2 separate regions of the Mus musculus genome follow, and region 1 is linked to region 2. Evidence: chromatin contacts called from public HiChIP or PLAC-seq data. All regions are on one chromosome and are shown on one strand. The core of a region is the stretch at or near the end of the contact, and the rest is flanking DNA. Distances in the headings are between cores, read along the strand shown. Region 1 has its middle 14 kb from the start of Zdhhc19. Region 2 holds the start of Nrros (negative regulator of reactive oxygen species).

Evidence for each region. HiChIP or PLAC-seq counts read pairs in DNA pulled down with a chosen protein or histone mark.
Region 1: a contact with region 2 is called in an H3K4me3 HiChIP or PLAC-seq map of pro-B cells, with 4 times the contacts expected there. The contact joins the enhancer-like site here to the promoter of Nrros in region 2. A contact is called at or near these places in 13 of 39 promoter capture datasets (the 3T3-L1 cell line, 3T3-L1-derived adipocytes, the C10 cell line and 8 more) and 11 of 115 datasets of contacts at active chromatin or transcription factors (VIP interneurons, bone marrow-derived dendritic cells, embryonic stem cells and 4 more).

The regions. Positions count from the first base shown.
Region 1 is chr16:32,507,670-32,512,261 of GRCm38.p6, forward strand. No RefSeq gene overlaps it. Among named protein-coding and RNA genes, the nearest start is that of Zdhhc19, 14 kb to the left of the region's middle. Within about 2 kb of position 2,117, at least 87 of the 459 cell types and tissues checked have an H3K27ac peak or open chromatin away from gene starts, as enhancers often do. A contact at or near this core is called in fetal liver and pro-B cells, where this site is marked.
Region 2 is chr16:32,164,168-32,169,451 of GRCm38.p6, forward strand. It overlaps Nrros (negative regulator of reactive oxygen species), which reads right to left and starts at 1,427. Exons shown (of 3, transcript NM_001347181.1): 1 at 1,213-1,427.

The sequences.
Region 1 (4,592 bases), core at 867-3,366, 340 kb after region 2:
CCTGTTGGGTTGGAAGGCCATCAGGCTAGGTGTGGGTACCCTTCCAGTGGCCACTCTAAGAGAACTGGATAAACGAGGGATGCTCAGCCTCATGCTAAGCCTGCATCTATCCTGCATCCTCATCTCATTTTTTACGTACCCCCATACTCCAACCTGTCCCTGGTATGACCCAAGGTCCCGTGTGTCTTTAGATTCCTGGGGGTGCCCGGAGGAGCACATTAAGCTCTGACTTTATTAGTGGCCACGGTGTGTGGCCTTTGTAGTACAGTCATCTCTCCAACTCTTTATAAAGCCAAGCCACAAGTCAGCTTTATTCCCTTATCAGCCCCGTTCCCAGCCCCCAGGCCCCAGCCCACTCACTGTCCCTAGAGGCCCAGGCCCATTCCTGTCAAATCTGTCAAACTCATCTGCTCTGCTTCTGACCCTCTGGGTTACTGGCTAGCTCATTTTTTCAACACCAAGAGCTTCTTGAGAGAGGGCTTGGGGGCTTTTCTCTACTTTTACCCTTGCTCGACTTTTCTAGGTGGAGTTTTGGATATGCGTCTTTGACGTACGAAAAGTTAGCCCAGGCCAGGTGTGGTGTCACATGACTTTAATCCCAGCACTCAGGAGGCAGAGGCAGGGAGTTTGAGTCCAGCCTGATCTACAAAGTGAGTTCCAGGACAGCCAGGACTATATCGACCCTGTCTTAAAAAAAATACAAAAAGTCTCAACCCAGCTTGGCCCTTCTAGAAGATTCTGGGGAGCACATTCTGGGTTATTATGGGAGCACATTTAACTGTGGGGCTAAAATAGCTCTGTGTTACATGGCAGCGAGGACAGGATTGGTATTTTTGAACCACTAAGTGTGTCTACCTCTGGGTGTGACTCTCCAGGTGTGTGCAGAAGGGAACATCCCAGCTTCAGGAAAAGGGCAGTCAGGGGACTTCCTCTTCCCCCAAAGGAGAGCTCCCCAGGTAGCCTGGGCCTGGGTCAGAGAAATAGAGGGGTCCAGGAGCCTGGGCCAAGACTTGGATTAAATCCTGCAACTTCCTGGCTCTGAAGGGGTACCTGGCCCACTTGGAGGCTTTAGGGAGGCTGGCTGTCTTCAGCCCCACGTGGCCTGGGATTGTACTTATTGGCTCCTAGGCTCCAGGTTTGCAGGGAACTCACCCAGCCTCAGGCAAGGGGCCTTCAGAGGCTCAAGCATGTTGTTATCTTCCCTGACTCCTTAAGGCCTCAGTTACCCAGCAGGACAAGGTTGTAATTTTCTTCTGATTCTCAAGAGGCTCTGAGTTCTTCAAAGGCAATCGCTCCTGCTCTGGGGTAAAGATTCTAGGTTTCTTTGTTCTTCCCAATTGAGAATTTCTACAGCTCTAGGAGGGGCCTAGCCCACCCCTTCTCCGAGGGCCCTTTGTCCTTCCCTAGATCTCAGGCGAGGCTGGCAGGGCTTCAGTTGCTCTGCTCCCACTTTCTCCTCTGCCCCTTTTTGCAGAACCTACCTTTGCTTCTCAGACTTACCCCGCCCAGTCTTTGGCTGACAGATAAGGTGAGAGCTGTTATCAGAGCCCCAGGAGGGGGCCTGCTGTCCGCATGCCCAGCATGCCCTGCCTCCCTCAGAGGAAGGGTCAAAGCCAAGAAGGACCATGTGCCAACTTGGAGCCGGAGCCCCTCTGTGGGATCCCAGCCAGCTAGGTCCTAGAGCCAAAATTATCTCGAGTCATCCACACAGCCTTCTGGGAGGTAGGGACTTACAGGGCAGGACAAGTCTTGAGTGACTGACTAACCAGACCTGCTGCCAACTAGTATGTTTGACAGAAGTCACTTGGCTCAGCCCAGCAGTCCCCACAGAGTCATTTACCTCACAAAGAGTCACAGGCTTTGACTTTGAGGGTGAGGGTCAAAGACAAGCTACCACCATCAGTTTCAGACAGGGTTTGGGGGCTACTGGGGGAAGTGGCTGGCTAAGATAACCTCCTGGCAGAAATGGCAGGCAGCCTGGTGGCTTTCTGGTTTCTACTCTCAGCTGCCCCAGCAGGGGAGCCAGCGCAGTAGCTGCAGAGCTCAGCTCTCTTACCCTAGGCTCAGATAAGCCAATGCCTCAGCAGTCAGGGAGCTGATAAGGAGGCTGCAGAAGCCCTCTGCATCCTGGGCCTCCCGATAATGGTCCCTACTGCCTCTGGCTCACCCGCCCTGCTCTGCCTTAACCACTCCACCCAAGGGGGGCCCTGCAGTGGCTGAGGGTGGGGCAGGGCAAGAATGATGGGGCAGAGGAGACTACTACAGAGCCCGTCAGGGCCAGGCTCCTCACACTTCATAGGGCACAGGTTCCTCACACCTCAGATGCATGGGTATGGGTCCTTGCTAGTCACCTCATGGGCACCTGGGTCTAGTGTCAGGCCCCTAAGAGACCTTATCTGGGGATTGTGTGTCTTTAGTTCTTAGCAAACAGATGCAGCCTGGGGATGAAGCCCTATTCCTGGTGACAAACCTTTACTAACCCCCATTGGGTCCAGCCTATGCGAAGTTATTTATAATATTTCCTTTCATCTTCACACCAACCCTGCTAAGTTGCTATTCTTGGTTTAGAGACGAGGAGGAAAACAACATTCAACAAAGCAGTGACTTCCCCTGGCCATGCTAAGTGGGAAAGCCAACCCCCTCCAGGCCCTTTCCCATGACACGGTCTTTAGCGTGAAGACTACGGGCTTCTCTAGGAAGCAAGGTGAGCGGTCACAAGTCACAGCACTGTCACAGGCATTGACCAGGCAGAGTCAGACTCCAGCACTGGCCAGAGGCTGCTTAGTCAATGGTAGGCATCACTGAGGGTGACCCAAGGGCTGCATGAGGCCGGGCTGCATTGTGTGGCCTGCTTAGGACTTCATAATGCTAGTCACTGTAATGGCAGAGTCCGCTGCTGCCCCGTTTAGAGTCGGATCCTTTGGGGCCGAGCAGTGATGGGGGAAAGGTGCTGTTTCAAGGGGAAGTTTGTTTTACAGAAAATCAACCGGTGGGGTGTCTCCCAGCCAAAGGAGTGTGTGTAGACTCGGTTGTAAAAGCTGGGACTCCCCTGCCGAGCAGTATCGTGGCCTTGGGGCCATGGCTGTGCACTTCAGTTAAGCAATCAGCTTCAGCTTGTGTTCATGACACCTCAGGCTGAAGGAAGTCAAACACCACTTGTTATTCCTGGCTCCTGTTTCTCTGTGCCCCGGCCTCCATCTTCAGCCTCACCTCCTCTCACCTCTCCGCTCTCCTCTCTACTCCCTCTCCCTTCCTTTTCTTTCCTCTTCCTTCCGTCCTCTTTCCTGTCCCATTCTTCCACAAGCTGCTCTTCAGTTCTCCATCCCTTTGACTACTCCCACCCTCACCCCCACCCCGCCCCGCCCCGCCCCGCCCCTGCTTTTCCTGGATGAAAACTTCCAGGAACTCAAAGTCAATGAAGGACTTTCAAGTAAGAAGGTATAATTGTGATTCGTGGAAGCTGTAGGATCTGGTGCAGCACAGGAGGGCTGAAGGCAGACTCTGTACAGGGAGCCTTTGTCTGCTTCTTTCTGCCTGGGGGGAGGGGGGGGCTTCTGCAGGCCAGCCGTTGCTAACTGCTTTCTGACTGGGGCAGTTTTATTTTGCTATGGGAATGAGAGATTCCAAATTGGTGAGGGTGGGGACCCTATGGGCCATCTAACCACCTCCCTTGTTCCTCAGGGAGAAGGAAACAGAGGATGAGGGCTTCAGGGAGGGTTTCCCTTGGAGTCGGTACAGCTCAGGAAAGGCTAGCCTTGGCAGTCTCCAGGTGTCGTCTGCCTTGTGCCCTTTTCCATGCCCTGTGCTAAGAAAGCTGGACCAGGTCTTGGCCTGTAAACCAGGAAGGGCCTAAGGACTTAGCTGCTTGACCTCAGCCAGCAGGATCCCAATGCTGACCTCAGGAGCTATACTCACGGTGCTGTTCTGTGTGCCAGGCACTGGGTTAAAGACTTTGCTTGCATTAGCTCATTTAATCCTCAAGCCAGCACATGAGGCACTGCTAGTACCTTTGTGGATGTGGCTCTGACAGTCCCCAGACCTGCAGGACTCCTCCTGGCCTGGCCTGGGATTCCTCCTTAAATGTTTAACTGTTGGAGCTCAAACCAAGATTTCCATGTATTCAGGGCAAGCACCCATCACTAAGGTACCATTTAAAAATTTGAGACCAGGTCTCATCAGAGTTACTCAGGCTGGACTTGAACTCTTTCCAAAGCCCAGCTGGGCAGTGAACCTGTGACCCTCCTGCTAGAGCCTGCAGGCAGATGGACTCAGGCTTATGCCTCCAGGTCTCTCACACCTAGGACTCTGGCTCAGTGAACACGATTCTGGCCTGACCTCGATGCCTCAGTGGCCCATTAGGATCCCTTGCCTGAACTCGAGTCATGCTAGAACTCAGCCATCCCTAGCAGCAATGGAGATCAGGAGCTCAAAGAAGGGCACTGACTCTGGGCAGAGAAAACTGCACTGGGAACATCCGCAAACCATTAGTTTCTAGATCTTTCTTCACAAGCCTTGGGCAAAAATGGAGAGATGCCTTCCTGCTGGCCCCTTCCTGGCCAGTGCAGCAAGATGCTATGCAAACAGCAAGGGCG
Region 2 (5,284 bases), core at 177-2,676:
ACAAGTCAGGCCAGTGGAGATTGGCTTAGAAGCTAATGAGCTCCAGGACAGCCTGGTGGAGTGTGTACCATTGTCCAGAGTTCTCTCGAAGGACCAGTCAAATGAAGGCACCTTCTCTTGTGAGGCTGTTTGGTTTTGATTTTAACCTAAGTGTTGAGGTTTTTTGTTTTGTTTTGTTTTTTGTTTTTCTGGGCCCATGAGTCTATAACCCCCTCTAGGAACTCTGGGGCTCACATATAAAGCTCATAGGGGGTGTCCCCAGGCCTCAAACACCGTGAAAACTGTCCGTACCTCACGGTCAGTAGCAGAGAGAGACACTGGAAAGCCTTCCTTAGTCTGCTCCGATCCTAGTTACAGTGGGGCACGTGGTCATCGCCGCAGCGCAATGGTGAGCTAGCAACTGCAGGGAGAGCAGTGCTTTTCCCTGCCCAGCTCCTGAGTGCGAGCGAGCCTGTGGGTAGGTCCATGGATGTGTGTCTGTGCCTGCAGAGGCCGAGAGGACCACAGCAGAGCACTGAGCAGGAGTCAGGAGAGCCTGGCTCTAATCTCTCTCTCTGACACTTGGGTAGCTGTGGACCAAATAATACCCCAGCACAAGTTACCCAGGACAAAGGCTCTAGGAGAAGGGCTTTTGCTGTCTTCTGGATGTACACACACAGCTGACCCTGGGAAGATCCCGGTTAAGTAAGTGCGACTGTGGATGGATTTCCGTGTCTTTGCCTGTGTAATGGTGGGTCTCAATTTATGTTGATGGGCAAAGGAGTCGATGCAAACACCCGTATGCTGAGTGTTCACAGCGTCCTCTCATGACGTCCGGTCACTCAGACTAGGCAAGGAGCACTGACCACTGTGTAGATGAGGAAAAAAAAGGAGGCTCCGAAAAGTTCCCTAACCTGTTCACACTCTCCCTGAAAGAGCCAGGAATCAAACCATAGCTGGTTGTAAAGCCCTACGTGCCTCTCCCACATCACACACCTCCTCTCTCAGCTGTAAGAGTTCCTGAGACTTCCACCTACACCAAAGGTGTAGCCCCCCCCCCAAATCCAGCCCAGAGGCGGAGAGACTGGATACCACAACTTCACAATGAGCCTGAGCGCGGCGTGCGTGGGGTGGGGGAGCTGATGCCTAACCTCCCACCACCCAACCCGGTCCCAGCTCGCCCACCTCTTGTAGCCCGGCAATGCTCAACGAACCCACGCAAGAAATACTCACTGCTCCCGCAGGCCCAGGCGGCTCCGCGGGGCGCATCGTCTCCAGGGCCCCAGCCTCCTGGACAGCACTTGCCGCTGCTGCGCTGCCTACTCGCTCTGGGGCATCAGATTATTTTAGCACTTGCGGAAGGAACCAACGGAAACTGAAGTCACATGGAGAGCTCGCCTCTCAGCGACTCAGCACTCAGCCCGCGTCTTAGAAGGAACTGCCACCGCGGGGGGTGGGGTGGGGGTGGGGTTGGACGAGGATGCAGGTAGCACATGGCCCCTCACCAGCAGGGCTGTCACTCTACAGGTGCAGCCTGCCAAGCTCTGTTAGGTCGTCGCTAAGCATGCTCTTGTGGCTCCTGCTTTGATGGCACATGGGAACTAGGAGTCCTGGCTTGTGGTCTGCTGTTCCAGGAACTCTTCTACAGGCTTCTATCCAAGGGCCAGCTTGGGGCAGAATTCAGTGAAGGGCAACACAAATTTGTTTAATTGGAAAGGGGGACGAGTCCGCCATTTAGAAGGGTCATCCATCCAGTCGTCTGTTTTCATCTACTCAGTCAGTCCTTAACTAATCATCTTTTCTGGGCACCGTACTTCTTAAAAATTAAGAAAATAAATAAAGGGAAAAGGAAGTCGGCAATGGCAGCACGCACCTGTGATCCCAACCCTGGAGAGGTTGAAGCAGGAGGATCAGAGTACAAGGTCATCCCAGCCCAAAGAGCAGGTTTGGGGTTGCCCTGGGATTCGTGTGACCTGTCACACACACACAAAATAAACAAGAAGGACAAATGGAAGAAAAAGAAAGGTTTTTGTCTACTGGTTTTTAACTGACCCCGCGTTGCAGATAGTACCATAAACTTCTTGGCTCTATTGAGTACGGGTGTTCAACAGCGTTGTTTTGATAATGCTGTGTAGAAAGTTCACTGTCAACTGTGGCAGCATGCCTAGCTAGCGTCTGCACGGATCCAGACCTGACCTAGTCCCAGCTCTAAGATGGAGAAAAAGACATGAGCTCCCAGCCCCAACCATCCACAAAGGAAAAATCATCTCTCAAGGGAGTCTCACTGAGTATACAAACCACACCAAAGGGCGGCTCCATGCCCTGCAGCAGGAAGCAACGGGGATGAGGGCTGGGGGGGGGGGGTTCGTTCAAAAAACTATGTAAATTAATTATACAGCCTTTAAATTTTTTTTGAGATTAAAATATAATTTCTCCCTCCCCCTTCTCCCTCTAACATTCCTATATATCCCACCCTGTTCTCTTCCAAATTCATGGCCTCTTCCACTTTAACTGTTTTACATATATATGTAAACACACACACACACACATTTATTCACTTGTAAAGGTAACAATGATGGCACCATTGAAGAAGAAAACAAGTGTAGAGAAAATTGTGTCACACTAAGGTTTCTGACTCAAACTTTTTCCTTTGTGTCTACCAGTGTGTGGCTAACTCTTATCTCTAGCACCAAGCTTCTTTTCCAAGAAAGGGCTTGTATTCATATTTAAAACATTTATTTATTTATTTATTTATTTATTTATTTGAGACAGGCTCTTTCTACATAGCCTTGGCTGTTTGGGAATTCAGTATATAGATGAGGCTGGCCTCAAATTCATAAAGATCCACCTGCCTCTAACTCCTGAGAGTTAAAGGTGTGTGCCACCACACCCGGCTATATTTTATTTTTATTTTACAGGTATGAACTTCCAGTCTCAGCCTCCCAAATGCTGGGGTTACAGGTGTATGTCACATTAGGAATGTTCTTTTTTCTTTTTTTTTTAATATACTTTTATTTTTATAAGGGAGTATGTGTGTGTATTTATGTAAGTGAATGTCATGTGTGTAGATGCTTAAGGATACCAGAAGAAGTTGTCAAACCCCCTAAAACTAGAGTTACAGGTGATTGTGAACCACCACATCATGGCTGGGAGAGAACTCAGGGTCTTCTGAGAGAACACTGAGTGCTTTTAACCATTGAGTTATGTCTTCTGTCCTAGGAATGGTTCTTGAATCTGATTGTTGTGTGACTTTTCTTGGGGAGATCTTAACAGTTATTCACCACAACAAGGCATTGATGACAGATCAAAGAACCAATTCCACCCAAATCTAGCTTAGAGAGCCGGTGAGTTTCCTGGGGTTACTTATAGGAACACAGTGATTCACCAAGAAACCTACCCTAGCATGAATGACAACTCACAAAACTGCACTCCCAGAGACTCCTACACCCACAGGTGGCTCCCCACTAGATTCTCTCTATAGATTACTGTGTTATGGGCTTGGGGAAGAGAGTCTTATGAATCTTGCATGTTTCAGGAGCTTCCTGGGTTGCTTTTGTTTACTTCCTGCATCTTATAAGCCTTCTTCCTTCTTCCAAGTGTCTAGCTCTCACCAACTCATGTCTGGATGACTTCAGTAACTTCCTTAGTTGTCTACCTGTCCCAAATCTTGTCCATCTTCCAAGTTAGACTCCACCCATCTTCCATGGATCGATCATTCGAGAAAAAGTGTGGGGATCAATTCGTTCCTTGCTTAGGGCCTTTATGGCCAGCCATTGTCCCTGTTTACCTGGGCCAGTGTTTAAATCCTGGTTCAGCCAGTTTAAGAATCAACAATGCCTGAGTTCTAACATCCTCATCCACTTTTCTTCCTCTTTGCTTTTTTTTTTTTTTTTTTTTTTTTTTTTGGACAGAGTCTCATTTAGTTGGCCCTGCCTTGATCCCCCTGCCTCCACTTCCCAAGTGCTTCACATATTTATCACCACACCCAGTAGCATATACCTACTTGTATATGCTTTACCCATTAGCATTCTCGGCAAGATTTCTTTCAAGGAAACTTAGAAGCTGGCCATTTTAAAGGCTGTGGAGAAACAAGGCTGTAGTTGGCTGGAAAATGGCACAGATTGTTCTTCTATAGTAGCAGCAGAAGGACCCAAAGACTTCCAGGAGAAACTAGGGCAAAGCTGAAAACAGGACATTCCTCACACCAGCAGGTCTGAAAGCCAGAGTGTCCAGCCAGAATTCTCCTGCTCAGCTGGATATTCTAGGCTCCTTCCCAAGACCCAAGATCAGAGTCCTTGGTCTCCAACACAACCTAAGAGGTCCTGCTATCACTGGCCAGACACATTCCTCTAAGCACAGCTTTCTCTCTTGGCCTTATGGAGTTTCTTCTGGCTCCTATTCAACAATGCAGGTTTTGTATTATAGTAGTTTCTTGTCCTGTTGCCATGACCCAAGCAACGTATGGAAGGAAAGGTTTATTTTGGTTCACAGTTCTAGGCTCCATCGTAGTTTGGGAGTCATGGTGGTATGGGCCTAAGACAGCTGGTCATGCTGTATCCACACTCAGGAAACAGGAGGAAGATGAATGCTAGCACTCAGCTCCATTTCTTCATTTCACCCAGTGGAGGACCCAGCCCATGGTGCCGTTCGAAGTTAAGGCAGGTCTTCTCACCTCCATCTAATCTGGATGAGCCTTGACAAGCATGAGGCTTGTCTCTTACAGTAAATCCTGTCAAGCTGGCAATACCATCACACTGTCATGACGCGCTCGTACAGCCCTATGCCATCTCAATGAGAAGAGAGGCCAGTGCCTGGCTCAGGCTCCCAGAATTCACTCTGTTCAGTGTGCATTTCCTCAAACACACGCCATCCTCTCTCTGTCCAGAGACCTCCTTGGCTGGAATGATCTCCCTGCCTTTCCCAACACTTTCCATCCTAAAGGCGTGGCTGGGACTCCCCCTCCTCCGGGAAGCTTTCTCCCACCTCAGGTTGACTCTTCCTCTGCGCACATGGTATACAATTCCCCCTGGCCTCAGGACAGAGCTCCTGTTGTGATTTATCTTTTTGAAATTATGTTTTGTTTTCCCAATTACACTGCAAACTTTTGAGGGTAGCAACCATGTGCTACTCTATAAAACATACTGCCCAATATGTTTTTCTAAAAACCATACTGCCCGATGTGCATAAAGAGGCTCAGTAAACATTTGCTCAAAGAAGAAAGAAGAAAAGGGAACTAATAGGCAATAAATAAATAAGTCTATCTTGTCTGCCATTCTCCAGTTACTGACTTTTTTATTTATTTATT